Regions from separate parts of the Mus musculus genome. Here region 1 is linked to region 2. The links are chromatin contacts, called in public HiChIP or PLAC-seq maps. All regions are on one chromosome and are shown on one strand. The core of a region is the stretch at or near the end of the contact, and the rest is flanking DNA. Distances in the headings are between cores, read along the strand shown.

The links. HiChIP or PLAC-seq counts read pairs in DNA pulled down with a chosen protein or histone mark.
Region 1: an H3K4me3 HiChIP or PLAC-seq map of bone marrow-derived macrophages shows a contact between it and region 2, with 6 times the contacts expected there. The contact joins the enhancer-like site here to the promoter of Fam193a in region 2. A contact is called at or near these places in 2 of 39 promoter capture datasets (fetal liver and hippocampal neurons), 1 of 115 datasets of contacts at active chromatin or transcription factors (bone marrow-derived macrophages) and 2 of 9 other capture datasets (adipose tissue and liver).

The regions. Positions count from the first base shown.
Region 1 is chr5:34,589,831-34,596,102 of GRCm38.p6, forward strand. All of the region lies in intron 1 of Add1 (adducin 1 (alpha)), which reads left to right. Among named protein-coding and RNA genes, the nearest start is that of Mir7036b, 19 kb to the left of the region's middle. Within about 2 kb of position 1,746, at least 38 of the 459 cell types and tissues checked have an H3K27ac peak or open chromatin away from gene starts, as enhancers often do. A contact at or near this core is called in adipose tissue and bone marrow-derived macrophages, where this site is marked.
Region 2 is chr5:34,365,207-34,371,211 of GRCm38.p6, forward strand. It overlaps Fam193a (family with sequence homology 193, member A), which reads left to right and starts at 4,727. Exons shown (of 21, transcript NM_001243123.1): 1 at 4,727-5,221. The coding sequence starts at 5,000.

The DNA.
Region 1 (6,272 bases), core at 496-2,995, 220 kb after region 2:
CAAATAGAGATGGGGCTGACAGTATTGTTAGGGAAGAGCAAGAGCTCAGGGCTCTGGGAAGAAAGGAGACAGCAAGGGAAGCTGCACAGAGTGGCTGGAGAGATAGGAGGGAAGGCAGAAAGGACGCTGGGAGGCTGGGGGTTGGGGGTGAAAGGGGTGGGGGTGGTCAGGTGCTGCTAGGAGGTTGTGTGAGGTGATCACGGAGGGTGAAGGGAAGGAGTTATAAGTGAGTGGGTAGAGGAGGAATTAAGGTAGGTCTCAGAGGCTCAGAGCTTTTGGAACTTCGACCTCCACCCTTTTTTGGTGCCCTGAATTCTAATCAAGTTGGAGAGCGGCCTCTTCTGGAATTCCCTCTGATCCCTGCTGTGAAAGCTTCTCAGTGCTTGTATTCCCAAGGTAGAGGTCAGGAGTTTCTAGCAGAGGAGTAAGAGAGCACAAAAGGGCAGCCTCCAGGGTGGAAGGCAAAAGGGCATCCTTCAGAGTGGAGAGCAGACCAGAGCCCCAGGGCTTCGGTTTAACCTTTCTACCCCCGAGGCGGCCCAGGGATTATTCCTGAAATAAGCAAAGGCTTAGGAGCCATCCTCATTCATTGTACAGTCTTAAATGCAAGAATAAGTTCCAAGATGGGACTGTGGGTCAAGCTGAGGTTTACTAGGGCAGAGGGCTGCAGTGCTTTGCCTGCTCTGTGAAGAGGGGCTCACGGGAGAGGCTTTCTTCCTCTTACCTGGTAACTTTGCCTGCCTCATCCTGTAGCCACATTCTCTTATTTATGTCTCCAGAATTTGGGACACCTTTAACCCTAACAATCCTACCCTCTGGCATTAATTTTCTATATAGAGTGAAACAAGATGCTTAACTCTTTCTTAGTTTATTTGCTCTTTTACCACAACATAAGAGAAATGTATTAATCAAAAAGTCATAATGTACTTGACTAATACATTCTCATACTCTGGAACAAGTTATTCTCATGGGTCTTTTGTTTGTCTGTCTGCCTAGAGGCTGTTCTGAACACAAGCCACCTGGCCATGGCCCCAGTCACCCAAGACTGTGGGGCTCAGCAGGGAAGGGCTTGCAGTGCGCGGATGGCGACTGGGGTGGGATCCCTGGACCTCACATAAGGTAGAAAGGATGACAGACATACAGTACTGTGGCTCTCTCCGCATCTGCTGATGTCATTATAGCACAGTGTCTTTGTTTGTTATACACTTGCTCTAATGATTATTATTTTATTGTCTAAGTGGTATTTTATTTTTAAATTACTTTTATAAATTAACTTTAAATTGTATATATAACACTTACACAGTTGCCCCCTGTCTGCTCAGCTCCTTACACTTCTGTCATTTTCAGTTTCTTGCGGATTTTTTATTTATGCAAATATAAATGAGTTTTTACTTACCCCTCACATATACCATCTATATTGATTTCTGTATCTTTCTTTTTTCATTTAACAATACATCCTTATTTTGTGAAGACACCTGTACATTTATAGTTACTTGGTAGCATAAAGACTTAAACAAACCTCTAATAGCCTATGTGGTGACTTTTCAAAGAGCATACTTTTGACAGTTTCACTTAAGCTTATGTTTGTGATTTTAAATGCTTCTTGCCTAGATCAAAAGAGGAACCCTGTCTCTGTCTGTTCTCAGGCTTCAGGGCTAACACAGCAGCACTCGCAGCCTTTGCGTGTGCAGAACACTGAGCCATTCTCCCAGCATTCAGTCTTGGGCTCTTCTCAGTCCTTCAAGTCCTAGCTTTTACTTCAGAGCTTTCTTTTGTCTTATTCTTCGCAACTAATTACTTCACAGTGTGGAACATTCAGACCTTTGATTCTGGGGGAAGCGGGGAGTGCTTCTTTACTTGTATTCTTGCCAGACTTCTCCACTTAGCCCTCCCCTCAGAAAAATAATTAAAAGGACAGACCAAATTTTTACTTAGCAACCTTCCCTTGTGGAATGTCCTTCAGAAAGTGTTTGGGAGTGGGGTGCAGTTCAGCAGAGGCGTATTGGCTGATTACCCTTGAAGACCTGTGGTGTTTGATTCTCAGCACCAAAGGGGAAGGAATGAGGCAGGGCAAATTTTGTTTCAGGAAACAGTACATTTTGAAGGATTTTTATAATGTCAGCAAAACTATTACAGTAGTTGAGAAAGCCTAATGTGGTAGGGTGGGCCTTTTATTTATTTATTTTTAAAATTTTTTATTAGATATTTTCTTCATTTACATTTCAAATGCTATCCTGAAAGTCCCCTATATCCTCCCCCTGCCCTGCTCCCCTACCCACCCACTCCCACTTCTTGGCCCTGGTACTGGGTCAAGTTATATAAAGTTTGCAAGACCAAGGGGTCTTTCTTCCCAATGATGGCTGACTAGGCCATCTTCTGCTACATATGCAGCTAGAGACACGAGTTCTGGGGGTACTGGTTAGTTCATATTGTTGTTCCACTTATCCGGTTGCAGACCCCTTCGGCTCCTTGGGTACTTTCTCTAGCTCCTCCACTGGGGGGCCTGTGTTCCATAGAGTGGGCCTTTTATCCTACTACTTTGGAGAGAGTGGCAGACAGATCTCTGAGTTCCAGGCCAGCCAGAGCTAGATGATAAAAACCTGTCTTTAAAAAAAAAAAAAAAAAAAAAAAAGCCAGGCAGTGGTGGCACAGGCCTTTAATCCCAGCACTAGCACTCAGGCGGGTCTCTGTGAGTTCGAGGCCAGCCTGGTCTACAGAGAGAGTTCCAGGACAGCCAGGGCTACACAAGAAGCCCCCAACCCCCAGTTATAGTAGTTGAATCCAGTGAAGAAGCAAAAATAGGAAAGGCAGTTGGCACTGTTGCAGTATAATGTTAAATTTCGACTTCTTTTCCTCTAATATATATATATTTTTAAATTATGTGTATGGTTTCTGTACCAGGTCCGGGCACGTGATCCCTGGATCTGGGCTTAGCAGTGGTTGTGAGTCTCCCAACTGCTGGGAATGCAGGCCTCATCTCCAGCCCCATCGACTGGTGCAGGGAAGGCGTTGAACAGTGTCTGGCCTCAAGCTCACTGGAGTCTTGCTTCTACTTCCTGAGTGCTGAGGTCACAGGAGTGTATCACCATGCTTGCTGTTTCAGCCACCAGGGACCCTCATGGTGCTTGGCTCAGAATATGAGACTTGGTACAGACGCTGGTGAATATGCTCATTAGACACTAGTCTAGACTTCTCTCATATTCTCCTAGACTACAGACTGCTCTCTTTTTTGTACAATGATCTTCTGTGTTTCTTTCCCTCCCTCCCATCATCATCATCATTTTATTTTTTTAACTATGTAGCTCAGGTTGGCCTTGAACTCTTTTTTAAAGATATTTTATTTATTTTATGTATATGAGTACACACTGTAGCTGTTCAGTTGGTTGTGAGCCTTCATGTGGTTGTTGGGATCTGAATTTAGGACCTCTGCTCGCTCCAGTCAATCCTGCTCGCTCAGGTCCGCCCCACTCAATCAGTCCCTGTTCGCTCCAGCTCAAAGATTTATTCTTTACATAAATAAGAACACTGTAGCTATGGCGTCAGATCTCATTGCGGGTGGTTGTGAGCCACCATGTGATGAACTCAGAACCTTTGGAAAAGCAGTCAGTGCGTTTACCTGCTGAGCCATCTCACCAGTCCCTGGCCTTGAACTCTTGATCCTTTTGTCTGAGTCACTGGAATGAGTGGAATTTCTTAAAACCTTCTGTTTTAGAACATTTGGATGGATATGTGCGCCTGGCCATGTGAAGATAATGGATATCAACTTCAGTGGAATTAAAACAAACAGAACAAAGACCCTTTATGTACTTCTGACTGTCCTGGAACACTACTGTATGTAGACCAGGCTGACCTTGAACACGAAGATCTGCCTGCCTCTGCCTCCTGAGTGCTGGCATTAAAGAAATGCATCACTGCTCCTGCCTAAATTAATTAATTAATTAACTATATATTCTGTCTTTTTGAGACAGGGTTTCTCTGTGTATCTTTGGCTATCCTGGGACTTACTCTGTTGACAAGGTTGGCTTCAAACTCAAAGAGACCTGGCTGCCTCTGTGTCTAAGATCTAGGATTAAAGGCGTTTTTTTTTTTTTGTTTTTTTGTTGTTTTTTTTTTTTTTTTAAAGAAAATTTGGTACAAAGTAGTGATGTGAAATAATTTTTGTACCTCCTTAAGCCTCATTGTCTAGCTACCTTCTCGCAGGCAGTAATGGCTCATGCCTCTAATTTCAGCATCCAAGAGGCAGAGTCAGGCCTTGAGTTCGAGGCCATCCTGGTCTATAAAGCACATTCCAGGACAGCCAGGGCTACACAAAGAAACCCTCTTTTGAAAATCCACCCCCCAAACAAACAAACAACCAAACAAAAAACCCGAACAGTTATTTTCTTAGTCTGTCATGTCCCAGGAAGTGGAGAGATGTTGCCGAACCAGACAGAAAGCCTGAAGTGTGTGCTTGTGCTTCCTGAATTTGAATCTGGCTGCCTGGGCCTCAGTACAGTAGATGAGCATGGCATTTGGAATTAGTGCTCTTGAGTCAGTTCTGAGTTCAGTGATTTGTTATTGAGTCCTCTGACAAAAGTTAGTGTGTGGCAGGCCTGGGAAGGTGATTCAGCAGGACCTGGATTTGATTCTCAGTATCCATCCACATGGTGGCTCACAGTCATCTGTGACTCCAGCTCCAGGGGATCCAGTACCCTCTTCTGGACTCCAAAGGCACTAGGCACATACATGGTGCACAGACATATATGCAGACAAACATTCATACACATAGAAAACCTCAGGGTGTTTTTCCATCTGTAAATAGAGACACCTTACAGGGGTGCTGGACTTAACTGTGGTGGTTTTCTGATGCTGGACCTGCAGAATTTGTGCGCAGGTCACTCTTTGGGATCTCTTGTGTTTCTCCTTTTATTCTTTGCTAGGCTTAAGGAAAATTTGGGGGGTGGGGTTGAAGGGTGAGGTCTGTGTCTCTGACATATATACAGGCTTTTAGCATCATTCTGGCCTGTGGCCGAGAGTCTGTGTCAGCTACCAGAAGGCAGGATGGCGGGCGAGGGGTGAGGAGTGCTTACTTCCATACCGACCCTGATTGTCACGGGTTTGGTTTTTTACTTAACTACATTTTCAATGGCAAGCAGTAGCTGTCATCTCAGTAACACATTGCAGAATTGGTTGATGCTGTAATTAAAGCAACAGAGCAATATAATTATATATAAAAAATAAAATGTAGGTTATGCATTTACTTTGGCCATCAAATAAAGCATTTTGGTTTTTTTTTTTTGGTTTTTTGAGACAGGGTTTCTCTGTATAGCCCTGGCTGTCCTGGAACTCATTTTGTAGACCAGGCTGGCCTCGAACTCAGAAATCCACCTGCCTCTGCCTCCCAAGTGCTGGGATTAAAGGCTTGCGCCACCACCACCCGGCAAATAAAGCATTTTGAATGAGAAATGAAAAATAATGTGTAGAAAATTTAAGCTGGGAAGCTGTTAATTCATTTATCATAAGGGATCATAGGGCCTACACAAGTAATCCGTTCCTGGAATGTATTGCTTTTATTTCTAATTTGTATTTTGGGAGTCTGTTTTCTCACTTGAGCTTTCTTGAAATAGGACCGTGAGCAGTGTGCATTGTTGGGAGGAAGGAATTCTGGAGCCAGACCCCCTGAGTTTAGACCAACCTTGTACAGGGAAGGACGAGTTCATTCATGTAAAATTTATCAGGGTGTGGTGCGTGGTCAGCAGTGTTAATTTAGAAGGCTCTTTTGAGCAGTTTTCATCAGTAAGAGAATACCTAGAAATGATCCAATCAGATTAATAAACAGCTTTATTGAACTCAGGTTCTTAGCAGCCTGAGGATTTTAAGAACCTCCAGTGAGTGAGTCTGCCTGCTTTTCTTTCTTTCTTTCTTTCTTTCTTTCTTTCTTTCTTTCTTTCTTTCTTTCTTTCTTTCTTTCTTTCTTTCTTTCTGTGTAATGGAGAATTGCATTGCTAGAAAGGAATACAAATCTTGAGATATTGTAGCTTATCATTTTGTTTGGGGGAAGCAATTTGTGCTTGCTTACTTCAGTAGAGAATAGGGATTCCCGTTTATTGATTGGCAGCATCTCTTTGAGCAAACCTCTCCATGTTTTTGTGTTTCTCAGAGTCATTAATTTGTCTAGGTCTCCTGAGCTGTGCCATCTAAGGTTCTAGGTGGGTTCTCACCACGTTGCACGATTTTAGCCCTTTGCTTGGGTAGTGTCAGTCCTGGTTCCTCCAAGATTGTTTAAAATCTTG
Region 2 (6,005 bases), core at 3,477-5,976:
AAAACCAAAATAACCAAAAAACCAAAACCAAACCAAAACAAAAAGAATAACAATAGCAAAATCCAGCAGTACTCAGCTCTGCTGGTACAGAATTAACAATTGAATACAAAGACAGCCATCACACAGTGCACCCCAACAACCAGGGTTCAAGTTCAACACCACTCGTAGCTCACAACCGCAACTCCTGTTTGAGAGGATCTGATGCCCTCTTCTGGCTTCTGTGATGGTGCACAGAAATACATGGAGGCAAAACTTCCATACACATAAAAATTTAAAAAAACATAGTAAGTTATATAAAGATAGAATATATTTTGACGAAATCTAAAACCATGTCAAACTGGGTTAGTGGGTAACTGCACTTGCTGCCAAGCCTGAGAGGACTCATGTTCGATTGTGCTTGAAGGTTTGGACTGGACTGCTGGTATCCTGACCAGGAAGACTGGAATTTTCCCAAAGAACTACCTCTAAACAGGTCTACATCCCCCTTATCCTACTAACCATCTTTCTCCCCTACCTTTGGTTGGTGGGCTAGAAGGGAAATTAAAGTGTATAAGAACCCTTATTAAAGCAGGTTTTGAAAATCTACACCTACACTACCTCTCTGCAACTGAAGTTCCAAATTAAACATTTTTGTTTTGTTCTTTTGTGTGTTTGGTTTGTTCTTTTTTTTTTTTTTTTTCAAATAAGAACCTTTGGTCATGCGTGGTGTTATGTCTGGGCAGTAGAAAAGTAACAAAGGGGCTGGTGAGATGGCTCAGTGGGTAAGAGCACCCGACTGCTCTTCCGAAGGTCTGAAGTTCAAATCCCAGCAACCACATGGTGGCTCACAACCATCCATAATGAGATCTGACTCCCTCTTCTGGAGTGTCTGAAGATAGCTACAGTGTACTTATATATAATAAAAATAAATAAATCTAAAAAAAAAAAAAAGTAACAAAGACATTCCTCTTGCAGAGGACCTGGGCTTAATTTGCAGTACCCACATGGTGTGTCACAACTGTAATGGCAGTCCCAGGAAATCCATGTCCTCCTCTTGCCTCCATGGGCATACACATTGTTCATAGACATACATGCAGGCAATACAACCACATACACACAAACACATGACTAAGTATTTTTTTAAGGAAGCCAAATAGCTAAGCATGATGGTCCTGTAACCCCCAGCATAAAATGACTGCAATTTCTAGACCACTCTGGGCTTTAACTCAAAACCCAATACTATTTAAGGATTTGTAGCATGGTGATGGTGACATATACCCTTAATCTCAGCACTGAGAAAGAGGTCAGGTAGATCTCTGTGAGTTTGAGGCTAACATGGACTACAAAATGAGTTCCAGGAGAGCCAGAGCTGTTAATTTTTTTTTTTTTTTTTTTTTTTGAGACAGGTTTTCTGTGTAGCCCTGGCTGTCCTGGAACTCACTCTGTAGACCAGGCTGGCCTCGAACTCAGAAATCCGCCTGCCTCTGCCTCCCAAGTGCTGGGATTAAAGGCGTGTACCACCACCGCCCAGCAAGACTTTATTTTTCTTTAAAGAAACCAGATACAACCAGGTACAGTGACATATGTCTATAACGTAAGCACCCCAGAGGCTAAGACAATTGGAACATGAGTTTAAGGCCAATTTAGGTGACACAGTAACATTCTGTCTCAAAGCGAGATTTAAAAATAAGAGATTCCTGAGTATGATACTTATAAGCCTTGAGTGGCTCTTGAATACTTTAAAGATGGTGAATCTGAACAGACAAATGCTAAAAGCATAAAACAGAAGCTCCAGAAACCATGTGAAAAGAGATGAACATACCTCAACTTCTATACCTAATCCTAGAATTACAGAAGCTGAGGCAGGAGGACCAGGACTTCTAAGGTAGTTAAATTGTCTCAACATAACTTGTTGAAACATTTTAAAGACCACTCTCTAGATTTGTTTTTTAATAACTCTAGTTTGCTGGCTAGTTAGCTTCACTGGAAAGATGTCAGAGATCTTTGATGTTTTTGTGTAAGGTTGCTTAAGATTGATTTCAGTGTAGGTTTGCTTTTGTTCTCATTTTTATCTTGGTTAGGAGTCCCTGAGCATCTTGAAATCATGGGCAGGTGGAGCTTCCGTTAGGTAGACTATGCTTCTATGGCACTGCATCCTTTTTTCCCCAACTGTGTGCCATAGAACTTTCCTTTCTGGGTCATACCTGGGCATTTGCAGTCTGTAGTGTAGCTCAGTGACAGCATGCTTGCCTACTGGCATATTTGATAGTTATGGTGTTTACGTTGATTTATCTCCCTTTTTTTTTTTTTTTTTTTTTTGGTTTTTTGAGACAGGGTTTCTCTGTAGCCCTGACTGTCCTGGAACTCACTCTGTAGACCAGGCTGGCCTTGAACTCAGAAATCTGCCTGCCTCTGCCTCCCAAGTGCTGGGATTAAAGGCGTGTGCCACCACCGCCCGGCTATCTCCCATTTTTAAAATCTTAATTTTTTATTTTTTTTCTGGAGACAGGGTTTCTGTCTTTGGTTGTCCTGGAATTTACTCTGTAGATCTGCGTGGTCTCAAACTCACAGAGATCTGCCTACCTCAGCCTCTTGACTACTGGGATAAAAAGCATGTGCCATTTTACACACACACACACATATATGTATTATTATATATTACACATATAAATCATATTTTAAGTATAATATATAATATAAACATATATATTACATAATAAAACACTATATATTATGTATATGATATTCTGCCTTCTGTTGGCTTCAGGTATACATGTGGTACATATACATACAGGCAAGCAAGCACTTATTCAAATTTAATTAAAATATATAAAACGAAGTATGCATCTCCATGGCATTCCCTGCTTAAAAGCCTTCCATGGCTCTCCCAGGTGGTTAGAATAAAACGAAGCTGGTGGTGGCACACACTTTTAGTCCCAGAACATGGAAGGCTGAGAGGCAGGAGGATCTCTGAGTAGTATAGTCTACATATCAAGTTCAAAGCCAGCCAGAAATATACAGTGAGATGCTGTCTGAAAAACTGAAACAAAAGCAAAACCGAAAAACCAAACCAAAAACTCACCCAACCAAGCAAACAAAACAAACACCAAACCAAAAACAACAACAACAAAAAAAACCCTCTTCGGCCTCCTTATAGAAGCTTAGAGATTCTGTGAATTCATTTGCTCTAGAAACAAAGTGTCTTTGTACATACACTTATGTTGGTGCCCAAAGTTATACCTGAGCTAGAATCTGGGCCTTGCCTCTGAAAACTAGAGTGGCTTTGGGCAACATCCTTAGCACCTATAAACCTGTTTCTTATCCATAGACTATGACTAATAGCACCTCTCAGGAGAGTGTATGTGTGAATGGAGATTTGACAGAGAATGACTGCACTGCTGGACAAATGGTCATTCATTCACCTAGCAATTACTGGAGTGCTGCATGCCCAGCCCTGTGCCTGCAAGGGGTTGGGATTATGGTGGAGGCAAGCACTTCTATATCCTGTGCCCTCTAGGATACTAATGACACTTAAAAATTTCAACTCCATGCCAATGTGCCAAGAACAGAAGAAAGCAAAGTGGTTATGGAAGTAGGGAGGCATTCAACTGGACTCCTTAGATGAAATGGAGGGAAGGGGCGGTCCTGACACTGCCCACCTATGGAGTACTGAGGGAGATTTAGCCTGGCATCCTACTACACTTTAATATCAGAGCTATCCAAGACCTGTTTGGGTGAGGGACCTTCATTCTATTGGGAAGTTAGTCATTGAAACGGGGTTCATCACATTGGGCTGCTCAGGTTTGGGGTGAAAAATGGGTCAGAATTGCTGAATTGGGCCAGAATGACTAACTAGGAGGTAATAGGAGATGGTTCAGGAGCGCATGTCTGTATGTCGCAATGCTAATCTCAACAGATAGCACTTGGTTCCACTGATGGAATCAAAAATAGGTATGAACTGCGGGAAACCTTTGGTTTGGGTCCTTGTACCTATAGGCGATAAGCAGGGCGCCAAGGAACAAGGTTTCTAGGTAGTGGTCCAGACTTCTGTCCTGAACTAAAGTCCTCCTGGTATGTGGTGAATGGAAAGTGATGAATAGCATGGGCGATGGCCTGAGGAAGCGCTCCTTTAAGTATGGAGACTTTAAAGAGAAGCGAGGAAGGAGTGAGGCAGGCTCCTGCTTACTGCAGGCCTTGTCAGCGCAGATGCAGTGAATTACCAGTCGGCGGATGCCGGCCCTCTTTCCACTGGCCCTGGCATAGGCCAAGGTCACACAGCGACAGGTGAAAGGGGCACGCTCGAACCTGGACTGGGCCAAAGTCAGCAGGGCCCACTACGAGCAGGGCAAGAGCTTGGGTCTTTGGCAGGAGGCTGTACTAAAGGAACTGAGAGACCGCCAGAGTTGGAACTGCGAGACCCTCTTGGACCCCGCCCGCCTCCAGCTCCGTCCGTGCGCGGACTACAGATTCCACAGGGCCACGCGGCGCCGGACGTCACCCTAGGCACACCCTCTCCCCGCACGACTAACTGCGCGTGGCCCTACGGGAGTCGTGGTCCCGCCCCACACGCCCGGGCGGAGCCGCGGGCGGCTGGAACTACAGCTCCCGGCATGCCTCGCGCGTGGCGTCGGGGGCGGGGTCCCAGGCCAGGGGCGCGCCGCCCGGGAGGGCGGAGTGCGGGGGGCGGCCGCCCGCGCCCCTCCCCCTGCCGCTGCTTCCCCCCTCCCCCGACGTAAACTGGGATCCCTTTCCCCTTGTGTCCGCCATATTGGACTCTTAACTCTGGTCAGCGGCGGCACCGGGCCCGGTGGACTCGCGTCGCTCTCGCCAGCAGCTGCCCCTCAGATCCCGTCCGCCCCGCCCTCCCAGCCCGGGAGGAGACCCCGCGCCGCGCCCCCCGCCCGGCCGGCCGCAGCGCCCGCCGCCGCCTCCGCCTGCCCGCCGCTGCCGCCGCCGCCCGCGGCCCGGCGCCCGCCCGCGCCCCTTCCCCGCCCGCCGTCCTCCGTCCCTCACTCCCGCCATGAGCCCGGCCGACGCTAAGCGCGGAGCCAAGCGCCGGAAGAACAAGCGCGGCGGCGGCGGTGGCTCGGGTGGCGGCGGCTCGGGCGGCAAGGCCGGCTCGGCGGCGGCCCTGCGCGGCCCCCAGGCCCCGGGCCCCGGCGCGGCGGGCCTGCTGGGCGGCGCGGCGGCCCACGGGCCTCTGGGCGCGGGTGCGGGCGGTGCCGCCGGAGGCTACTTCGAGGTAAGCAGCAGGGGTCCGCGGGCGGGAGCGGCCGCCGCCCCCTCACGAGCGGCCGGGCGGGCGCGGCCGGCGGATAACGGGCCGGCGCCTGCCTAGCTGACAGCTCCTCCCGGGCGCGAGCGCGGCGGAGGGAGGGCGGCGCCGGCGGGACCCCCGAGGCACACCGACTGTGGCCTTGAAAAGTGCCCCCTAGAAGTTTCTGGGTACCGCCTGGCGCACCACGGGCGCGGCTGTCTTGCCCTCTGTGCCTGCTGCTGTAAGCTCTCGGGAGCCGCCGGGGTCTCTTTCCTCAGGAGTGTCAGCTGAGGATAGTCGCAAGGGTTGGGGTAACTATTTTTTCAGGTTTACTTACGCAGGCATGCTGTGGATGGACCGCTGTCTCTTTTATTCTGTTTCAGAAGATAGTGCTGGTACGTGGGATGCAGTTGGCATAATCGGTTCTATAGATTGGATTGGCCACCGAATGATTATGGGTTTCTCTCAAGTTGCGTTCTTGTAAGGTTGCTAAAACAAGTTATCTTCTTTTAAAAAGACATCCACAGTGAAGAAACCAAAGCTTTAAGGGGTATTTGTGTGCCAAGTCATGAGGCAGATTTTTTTTTTTTTTAATGAGATTCGGAATATTGTGTTGGCACAGTATGTATTGAGAGCAGTTGAGAAAATTGTTGGGGATGGGCATGGGTTTTGATGCTCATGTTGTTGCAAGAAAGTACAGTAATGGATAAATACTTAAGTTTTCCTTATTTGTTCCCGGTGTTCTCTGCAGTTTTGGTGCAACTTTGGG